Linked DNA regions of Ovis aries: region 2 is linked to region 1. Evidence: chromatin contacts called from public Hi-C data. All regions are on one chromosome and are shown on one strand. The core of a region is the stretch at or near the end of the contact, and the rest is flanking DNA. Distances in the headings are between cores, read along the strand shown.

What was found. A called contact is a pair of places that touch in the nucleus more often than the background predicts.
Region 2: a contact with region 1 is called in a Hi-C map of hypothalamus, with 1.7 times the contacts expected there. The contact joins two enhancer-like sites. A contact is called at or near these places in 3 of 16 Hi-C or Micro-C datasets (hypothalamus, skin fibroblasts and tail adipose tissue).

The regions. Positions count from the first base shown.
Region 1 is chr6:60,550,685-60,555,867 of ARS-UI_Ramb_v3.0, reverse strand. The region is part of intron 7 of APBB2 (amyloid beta precursor protein binding family B member 2); the gene reads left to right. Among named protein-coding and RNA genes, the nearest start is that of NSUN7, 170 kb to the right of the region's middle. Within about 2 kb of position 3,332, at least 24 of the 54 cell types and tissues checked have an H3K27ac peak or open chromatin away from gene starts, as enhancers often do. A contact at or near this core is called in hypothalamus, where this site is marked.
Region 2 is chr6:60,726,652-60,731,968 of ARS-UI_Ramb_v3.0, reverse strand. All of the region lies in intron 2 of APBB2 (amyloid beta precursor protein binding family B member 2), which reads left to right. Among named protein-coding and RNA genes, the nearest start is that of APBB2, 79 kb to the left of the region's middle. Within about 2 kb of position 1,763, at least 14 of the 54 cell types and tissues checked have an H3K27ac peak or open chromatin away from gene starts, as enhancers often do. A contact at or near this core is called in hypothalamus, where this site is marked.

The DNA.
Region 1 (5,183 bases), core at 2,083-4,582:
TAAATTGATTAATATATTTATAAAATATAAATATAAAATCTAAATTAAAATTCAAGTTTTAATGTTTTATTTTTGCCTTTTTGGAGAGGGCTGGGGACGTTAAGCCTGTGGCTTCTCAGTAGTGATTGTGAATTATGCTGCTTTGTACTTTGTGCACACTGTAAAAGGAAGTAGTGTTCTTAGATTATATTTCATATCTTAAAATTTTAATACCCCTTTTTATAATTTGTAAGAAAATGCACATTTTATTGTGTAAGTGTGTCAAATGAGACCTTCGTATGATATTTTAAATATTCTGTAGCCAGGTCATATGATTAACTTCAATCATATGTATTGTATAGGTGTGAATGGATGAATTCATATTTACAAATACCAATTTTCCCTCTGGATAATTTTTAGTGGCTTACATCTCATGCCCTTTAGTCTTTAAATTTGTCTTTGCAGAGTCCTCTTGACTGTTTTGATTTTGGTTAACAGTCTGTGAACAGGGAGGCATAATTTCCCTTTTATTTTCCACCATCATCAGATCAGTTCCTTTTGCATACTTTCTTGAGGACCTGAGGCAGAGCAGTCTCTAAAGAAGGGTGCCTGAAATAATACTTAGACTTCATAAGCTATTTTGTTCTCGTTTCATTTCTACTTTAATGGCCTAGCTGCATGACATAAAGCAGCCACATGCTGTTTAAAGAGATGCCACAAACTCAAACCAGTGTGTCCTCATCTGAGGCTTTGCTTCTGAATGGACATGTGAGTGGCCAACATGCTCATCTACTTTTCTTGATCTAAATAAAAACTACCTTTTTAGTAAAAATCACATTTGGGAATCTTAGTTTTTCAGTGAAGTGCGCTGTGGTTGATGCCATTTCAAAATGTATTTTCTCCACAGTCTTTTCCCCTAAAGCCACATTTGAATGAAGAAATTAATAGTGACTAGTAACCGAGATTTACTGAGTGGTTATTACGTGCCTGGCTTTGTGCTGAGCCCTGTGTTCCACATCAACTGTATGGTGTAGAAGCTGTCATCAGTTCTGTCATAGTAAGCAGACAGGCCATTAGAAATTAAGCCATTTGTCTGAGATGACACGGCTAGCCAGCGTTGGAGCTGAGATTCAAGGCTATTGACTGACTCCAGAGCTCTTGTCAGTAATATAGCCTTGAAACAAATTTAGTTGAGTAAGCCTAGCAAAGACTTATGTCCCCAGTGAGTTTAAATTAAGAAATATTGTGTTGCGCTTATGCCAAAATACTGGATAAAAATACACAAAGTATGTAGTATTATAAGGCCCAAATTTAAGGACCGTTTAAATTGTGAGTTCTTGGAACATTTACTCAAGAATTTTCAACAGGAAAATCCTCAGTTACAAAGAACTCTCTATTTCAAAAACATGAAAAATCTTAACTTTTTTAAAGGAAAATATAGGAGAAAGAGTTAGAAAATCAACACTCTCAAAACTGTCAAGAGTTTTATTAGATGTCAGAAGACTGCAACCACAGGAAAGCTCAATGGAGTAAAATGTGTAATTTTTGTGAGGCTGTGATAGACACTTCAGAGTCCTAGATAGGCCTTGCAAATAAATATAAGAAAGAGCAGAGGCGCTGAGACTGGGGCAAGCTTTCCTCCCCTCTGTCGGCAGGCCAGCAGGTCAGAATTCTGAGAATTCACAGATTTGGGGCATTTAGGGCTCATCCCCTTGTCTCCATAGTTATCATTTTTGCCAGTTCCTTTGACTTAGGACAGTTTCAAACCACCTTCTAAGCAGCCTCCATGTGCTGCCTGGAAGCCTCAGCAAACCTATAATAAATGATCCTGACCTGGAGTCCTGGCTCTGTGCTCTTGTCGCCAGAAGTCAATGATGAAGCTGGAGGGGATGAAGAACTTTCTTGCTGTTTCCTGACAACAAAGTTCTAGGTCCAGAAAAAATAAAGGGGCTAAGTAGTGAGTAAGAGAAGAAGAGAGAGAGAGAGAGTCAATGGAAGCAGACCACTGGTGAGCAGAGAAACGGTTTTAACGCTAAATTCATATACAGCAGTTTGGACCTAGGAGCCTGGCTCCTTTGGGAATAACATTGCTCAGAAAGAGTAGCCAGCAGCAGCTGCAGCTGAGACTTCAGAAGAGAGAGGTTTTTCTTCTCCAAGAATGGGAGCATTGTGCAGATTGCTTTTCTGATTTTGAAAACACAGACCACACAAGAACTTCACGAGTTTTCCTTTGCATAGAGGGTGAATTCTTAGCTCTTATGGAGTTAAGTCTTATTCTGGACCACTCATCTCTCATTCACGTGACCTTCTGCTGTAATGACATGACGGCCTCTTTCCTGCCACAGGGACTTTGCACTTGAGATTCCCTCTTCCAGGAATGCTGTTCCCTAGTCTCTTCCCAAGGCCAGCCCCTTCTGTTTGGGGGTGACATTGTTCTTTCTTCAGACTATCCTACCAAATAGCCCATCACCAGACACAACTGACGCCATTATCCGTAAATTGCCTCTTTTATTCATTGCTGTACATTCTCAGCTTCTAGAGTAGTGCTTGGTATGTAGTAGAGTCGCTCTGTGCACGAGAATGCGTGAATAAGTGGGTGAATGAATGAATGATGAAGTATAATTCACATTTTCTGTTTTCTGAAGCCAGGAGTCAGATGGCATTTGGTAGATAAGAATGATTACCTTTTGTTTTCCCAGACCAGTCATTTTTAAAAAGTCTGGTTCCCAAAGCCAACAGCATGAAATCAGTAGCACCTGGGAACTGTTAGAGATGCAGAGTCTCAGGCCCCACCTCAGAGCGACCGAGTCAGAAGCTTGGGGTGGGGGTGGAGGGTGGGAGGCTGGCACCCGACGATCTGTGTTCTAGCAGGTTCTCCAGGTGACTGATGCTTGAGAACCCAGGTCTCGGATGCAGGGTCTGGCTAGGTCTATCTGATGACCTGTGTGCCCCCAGCCCTGGAACCATGCCTGGCACAGAGTAAGCAGGAAATGTTTGTGGAAGGAGTTCATCTGTCTCCTCTTTGTTCACAAGGTCCTCACCCCCTGCCTTGCACATTGAGGCACTGGGCACACAGCAGCTGTTGAGGAAGGGAGTGAGGGCCATTCAGAGGACCAGAGGGAGACTTTTGTGCTCTGTGCTGCAGACGTTACCAAATTTAGCATCCCAGCTCACCCATCCCTCCTTCCTGTGGCCTCCTGAGCAGAAAGGGAAATTTCCAGCTGCTGCTAGATGCTCATTTGTTTCCATTTGACCCTTCGGTTCCTGCTAGTGAGCCCAAGGGAGAGGGTGAGGAGAGGCTGGCTTGCCTCACTCACAGACCCAACTGCGGAGGAGAGCCCAGTCCCAGGGGTGGAGCCAGGCCCGGGCACTGGCGCCCAGAGGCGGCTGGAAAGGCGGGTCCTTGCTGCTCACAGACAGGCCCCTTGTTCCTTTGCCAAGTATCACTCTTGGCCCAAGAGATTCTCAGCACAAGAGGGACTTTCTTGGGGCTGTCAGCCTTGCTATTTTTATACTCGGACTTGCAGGCCCTGCTTCTGGGACAGAACTGCACACAGTGAAGTGGGCCACTTGGAAAGGACACCTGTACCTTTCCACACCTACCAGTGAACCTCTTCTCCTTGAAGGCACCTTCAGTAAGAGGCAGGGATGCAGCGATGACAGGACAGAAGACCATAAAGCTTCTTAGGTGTGAGATCCTGTGGGGAAGGGCGGAGGGAGAAACAGGTGGGATCTCAGCCTCCGCCGTGTGTCTGGGGGTGGAATTTGAAGCTCAGGCTTCTAATGGGAGAGGCTGCAGATCCACAGACCAGCTGAGGTGGCCTGAGTTTACTGGATGCAGATTTAATGAGGGAGTAAAGGAGGGAGGCCCCTATGCAAAGCCTGCAATGGCAGTGTCCTGGCGTTGATGTACCCAGGCTCCAGGGTGGGTCCTGGTGTGCTCAGTTACCAGCTCTGTAACCCTGGTCAGGTCAGCAGGCCTCAGACTCGAAGCCATTGTGTTCTTTCTTTTGTTCCCATCCCCATTTACTCATGTTCTGAATTCCCCCAAGCTGATCTTACTCAGGTCTCTGAAAAAATGGCATCCGTTTCTACACTGGGACCTAGTTTACCCCTTGGCCTTAAACCAAACTGCAGAAACAACCCTCACACACCCCGCCCCCCCAACAAGGAGACAAGACAGAGGAGTGTATGCACATATTTGCTTCGAGTTGTTTGTGAAAGATTTGGGTAACTTGAAATTATTTAATCATGCTTAATTTCCTGTAGGGGGAGGGGAAGTTTCCATCATAATTTGAGACAAGCGGCAGTTTTGCCTCTGACAGATTTAAATGAGAAAAGCAAATGCTGGGATGCCAAACACCCTCATGAATGCACATCTGTGCCATCATCTTAATCAACGTCTTTGTTTGGCTTCTTTTTTTCATCTTGGCGACGGTAGCAGTCTCAGTGACATGATGCGGTGACATTTGCACAGGGCAAGGCCAGCCCAGTTTCTTTGAATTGCTGTACTGGCTCCAGCCTCTTATGAATGGCCACGTAAGAAAGGGCCTCTCCTCAGAATAAAGTGATCCCCCAATGTAGAATGCAAATTGATTATGTCTTCCTACCTATGTATGTTCATCCAGCTGCTTGTAATTTCTCCATCATGCCTCTCACTCTATGGATTTCTTACTCTGCTTCCTCTTCTCTCCTCTCTTCTCTAGTACTTTAGCCCATTTTATAAGAAAGCCCAAAATGAGATATTTAAAAGCAAATAATCATCCAGTAAACTAATAAAATATTGATATGGTCCAGAGATGGCAGAAATTGCCCAGTAGATGTATTTTATTTGTCCCACCCCGCACACACACATACACACATACATACACACAGTGCATAAAGAATTATTTTTTTAATTTAAAGGCCTTTGGACTTTGTACATGCTTACTGGATTGCCTCATAGCTCAGTTGGTAAAGAATCCGCCTGCAATGCAGGAGACCCCGGTTCGATTCCTGGGTTGGGAAGATCCACTGGAGAAGGACTAGGCTACCCAGTCCAGTATTCTTGGGCTTCTCTTGTGGCTCAACTGGTAAAGAACCTGCCTGCAATGTGGGAGACCTGGGTTCCATCCCTGGGTTGGGAAGATCCCCTGGAGAAGGGAAAGGCTACCCACTCCAGTATTCTGGCCTGGAGAATTCCATGGACTGTATAGTCCATGGGG
Region 2 (5,317 bases), core at 514-3,013, 180 kb before region 1:
TTTGCATCAAGTGGCCAAAGTATTGGAGCTTCAGCATCAGTCCTTCCAATGAATATTCAGGGTTGATCTCCTTTAGGATGGACTGGTTAGATCTCCTTGCAGTCCAAGGGATTCTCAAGAGTCTTCTCCAACACCACACTTCAAAAGCATCAATTCTTCCTTGCTCAGCCTTCTTTATGGTCCAACTCTCACATCCATACATGACCACTGGAAAAATCAAAGCTTTTACTAGATGGACCTTTGTCATTAAAGAGATGTTCTTGCCTTTTAATACATTGTCTAGGTTGGTCATAGCTTTTCTTCCAAGGAGCAAGCGTCTTTTAATTTCACGACTGCAGTCATTGTCCTCAGTGACTTTGGAACCCAAGAAAATAAAATCTGCCATTGTTTCCACTTTTTCCCCATCTGTTTGCCATCTGGTGATGGGACTGGATGCTGTGATCTTAGTTTTTTGAATACTGAGTTTCAAGCCATCTCCTTCACTCTTCTCTTTCACTCTCACCAACAGGCTCTTTAGTTCGTCTTCACTTTCTGCCATTAGAGTCTGCATATCTGATGCTGTTGATATTTCTCTTGGCAGTCTTGATTCCAACTTGTGATTCATCCAACCCGGCATTTTGCATGATGTACTCTTCATATAATTAAGTAGGATGATGATAGACAGCCTTATCCTTTGTACTCTTTTTCCAATTTTGAACCAAGTTTGCTTTCAAAGAACAGTTTTTAGAACATTAGAAAGCATAAATTCCTCCCCTTCCAAAGTGTTGCAACCCTCTTTACTTGAGAGCATGACAGGGGACATTACTGTATGAAACCTTTTCAAAATTGTCATGTCTCCACAGACTTCATTGGGTGCCAGTTTCGCTTATAGATTTCAGTTGCTGGTGATGTGTAACTTAAAACACAGTCCTCATTATTTCAAATAACTTATACTCCCTTCTCCCAAATATTTTAAGATGTGAAGTTATCAATACTCTCAATCTAAGTTTTTAAAATAAAATTTCCCACACCACGAAAGGAATGTTTTCTGACATATTCTTGCCTGGTCCTCCTGATCATTGTGAGAGAGAAATTTCAGAAGTATTGAATTGGCTTGGCTAATACTTCTGGAATCAGGCTTAGGAAGGACAAACTTTCCCTGCGATATTAAAATGGGGAAAAAGTGCTAACCATACATTTAAGATTCTCAAACAGTGGCAGTATCTATGGGCACATTTTGCCAAAGATACTGAGTGAAGATAAAGAACAAAGTAGCACCCAGTCAGGGTTCCCAGTAAGAAAGGATTTCAAAATCAATGAATCTGATCTAATTCTGTTTAGTCTGTCATTGAGAAAGATAATTTTGTGATTTCAGCAAGACTGTGCCAAATTTGATTAGCAGGTCAGAGTTCATTCTATCAGACTGCTAAATTTAAACTTACTGTCGTTACCTTACAAATGACTTTCCAAGAGTCCCTAGAACAACACTCACTACCAAGCTTTGATTTCATTGTGAAATAGCAACAAGAATCTGATTCCTTTTGCCCTCTGTGGACATTAACCTTTAGTATCAGAGCAGAGGCACAGAAGGGGATGAATAAACTGTCGATATTGTCTTTCCTCCAGGGTCCAGCCATGGAAATAGATAGCGGGGAAGGAGAAGTTTGGGGTGGAAAAAATATGCGTTTTTTTCGGGCGCCTGACTCCTGAGATGAGGCGGGACGGGGCCATTGTGTTGATCCTGACCGCTTACAAAGCTGGCTCACATTGTCCTTGGATGCAGCTTTTTTCTTAGCGGCTTCACAGTTCCTGCCTTTGTGGTCCTGCTGCACAGTAGGCACGGGGTGACGCAAGGGAACTCAATGAAGGCTTTTCAGGGAGCATTTCTGAGTTCGTCACTGCCATCTGTCTTCTCCTCTCCCTTACTCATCAGGCTGTTCACATCTGTGGGACTCCTAGGTTTCCGACTGGCGTGGTGTGGATGCTATAGGTGAATGCTGAGAAAGAAGTGAAGAGGAGCAGTGTTCGTATATGTCACTTAGAGGAAGTGAGGAAAAGTCTTGCTTACCCCTCACGCTTGTATCTGGCATAAGAGATGAAGCATTAGGATTATTTTATTTTAGTTGTTGGTGACTCTCTTCTTTCCTTTCCTTCCTGTTCCTTCCTTTCTTTCTTTCAAACAATGTTTTATTAAAGTATAATGGACCTACAACACTGTTAGTCCTAGGTACACAACATAAAGATTTGCTGTTTCTGTACTTTACAAAATGACCCCACTCTGTTTCTTAATTTTTGAAATCAATAATATCTCTTCCCTAAAACTTTTGGAAGGAGGAGGCTCAGACTTGATGTCTGATCATTTGGTAGATTATTTACTGCCAACGATGGGGTGAGCACGCGTCCCTCGTCTCACCCACAGGTGGCTCACAGTTGCCAGTGTTGTTTTCTCTTGTTGAAAACCTCTTGCCCTGCTTCGAGCAGTGGAGCCGTGCTGTCATCAGCAGGACAAGTACAGGACCAGAAAGCTTTTGGCACGACAGGCGGTTTGTGTTCACGGCACCTGCTGCCCGCTCACACTGCAGCCATTGTTACTCCGGCAGAGCGGGTTATGGGCAGAGCCTCAGCTAGTTTAGCCCAGCTTTGAGTCTCTGCTTTTCTTTTCCTGCATGCATTTCATTTTTGACGGAATACATTTCTTGTCTTGTTCTACTCGTTTTGCTAATATGAATTTAACCTGTGGTGGAGTATGTGCCGAGATGTAGTGGTGGATAGAGCACTTGGTCACAGTGGAGCTGGTGATCTGGACTTATCCCTGCCCCACCAGCTGTGTGGCCTTGGAAGACACATTTGACCTCTCTGGGCCACCGTGTCCTCATTTGTAAACTGAGGACGTTGGCTTCTTAGAGTGATGGACTGCCAGGTACCCCAGTTTTAGTGGAAGTGTTAGTTGCTCAGTTGTGTCTGGCTCTTTGTGACCCTATGGACTGTAGCCCACCAGGCTCCTCTGACCATGGAATTCCCCAGGCGAGAATACTGGAGTGCCATTCCCTTAAGATTCCACCATTGTGTTTTGTGTTTCCTGAGATGCCAGAAATATCAGAAATGGCATGTGGCAGTGTTTACTAAGGGCTCTGCTCCTGTGAAATCTTAAGTGACATCAGGACATTTTTAATAAATGACAGTTGTATAGCATGGCTAGTGATAGAGAAATTTAGATGCATTAGTTAAGGGAGACAGGTTTTCTTTGTGACAGGTTTGCAAAATCAGTAAAAATTTCTTGTTCCTAGAAAAGTAGTTGTTCAGCCCTGGGGGTGTTATTGGACACTTGGCTTTTGAACTTCTAAGTTAAGAATTACAAAGTTCAGATAAATGAAGTCTTTTTAATTTTAGCTCTTATTCTTCAGATAAGAGGAAGCCTACAAAGAGGCTAGTATATTATATTGATATTCCATTTCTGATTCACGTTCCCATACTGTTTAATAAGAAAAACTTTATTTAAAAATATGCTAAAATGATAGATATTAATTGTAGAAAACCTGGAAAAACACTAAGAGGTAAACACAAATATGTCTAATTCCATGATCCAGAAATAGCCATTATTGTTCATGCTTTGAAATCTTTAGATTATATACACTCAGTTTGTAGAACAAAACTGGCATTATACCACAGATAGATACCTTGATATCTTGCTTTTTTCCTGCTGTGTTCCTTTTGAAATTATTTTTGCCACAGAGGTTTCAAATGAAGATGGAGATTAATGTAATATTATGCTTGGCACACTTGTGTCAGGGTCTGTGACTTACAGAAATAGAATTGTGGACCTAGTATCTGAAGGTAACATATGTTTTGTTCTCTCTTGAATCAATATTTGACAGAATACCAGACCACCTGACCTGCCTCTTGAGAAATCTGTATGCAGGTCAGGAAGCAACAGTTAGAACTGGACATGGAACAACAGACTGGTTCCAAATAGGAAAAGGAGTACGTCAAGGCTGTATATTGTCACCCTGCTTATTTAACTTATATGCAGAGTCCATCATGAGAAATGCTGGACTGGAAGCTACACAAGCTGGAATCAAGATTGCTGGGAGAAATATCAATAACCTCAGATATGCAGATGATACCACCCTTATGGCAGGAAGTGAAGAGGAACTAAAAAGCCTCTTGATGAAAGTGAAAGAGGAGAGTGAAAAAGTTGGCTTAAAGCTCAACATTCAGAAAACGAAGATCATGGCATTGGGTCCCATCACTTCATGGGAAATAGATGGGGAAACAGTGGAAACAGTGTCAGACTTTATTTTTTTGGGGCTCCAAAATCACTGCAGATGGTGACTGCAGTCATGAAATTAAAAGATGCTTACTCCTTAGAAGAAAAGTTATGACCAACTTAGATAGCATATTAAAAAGCAGAGACATTATTTTGCCGACTAAGGTCCAAAGCTATGGTTTTTCCTGTTGTCATGCTGAGCACCAAAGAATTGATGCTTTTGAAGTGTGGTGTTGGAGAAGACTCTTGAGAGTCCCTTGGACTGCAAGGAGATCCAACCAGTCCATTCTGAAGGAGATCAGCCCTGGGATTTCTTTGGAAGGAATGATGCTAAAGCTGAAACTCCAGTTTTTTGGCCACCTCATGCGAAGAGTTGACTCATTGGAAAAGACTCTGATGCTGGGAGGGATTGAGGGCAGGAGAAGGGGACAACAGAGGATGAGATGGCTGGATGGCATCACTGACTTGATGGACGTGAGTCTGAGTGAACTCCGGGAGTTGGTGATGAACAGGGAGGCCTGGGGTGCTGCGATTCATGGGGTCGCAAAGAGTCAGACACGACTGAGCGACTGAACTGAACAAAGACTTTAATCTGTTCTTAATTGTTCACTAATTGCTCTTATAAGATTTCCTCATTTTTCTGTTTCTGAATTCAGTCAGCCTAAGTTATTTTAGCAGTTTTTCTTGATGCCTTGATTCTTTAAGCTGAAGCATAGTAGCTAGTGTGGGCCAAGCTGCAGGTTTAGCCTGAAGCAGGATAGTTAAGTGATTCCTTTTGCCTGAACATATTATACACTTGATAATATTTATGATTCACTTGAATACTGGTTTTCATATATCATTTTCCTGTATTAGGAAATGAAAGATGATTAGTTTCTCCTTTGGGTTATTTAGCCTGTGAACTTTTCTGCTATACTATCTACTTTGCATTGAAAATACATTCTAAATTCTGAACCACACTGGAATTTTTTGTGACCTTTCCCTTGTGTGTCTTTTGGTGGTGCCCTTTGAAGTCCTGAAATGCTTTTGTATTTGATTGAGATTAAATCTGGGTTTCATTTTACTTTTTAA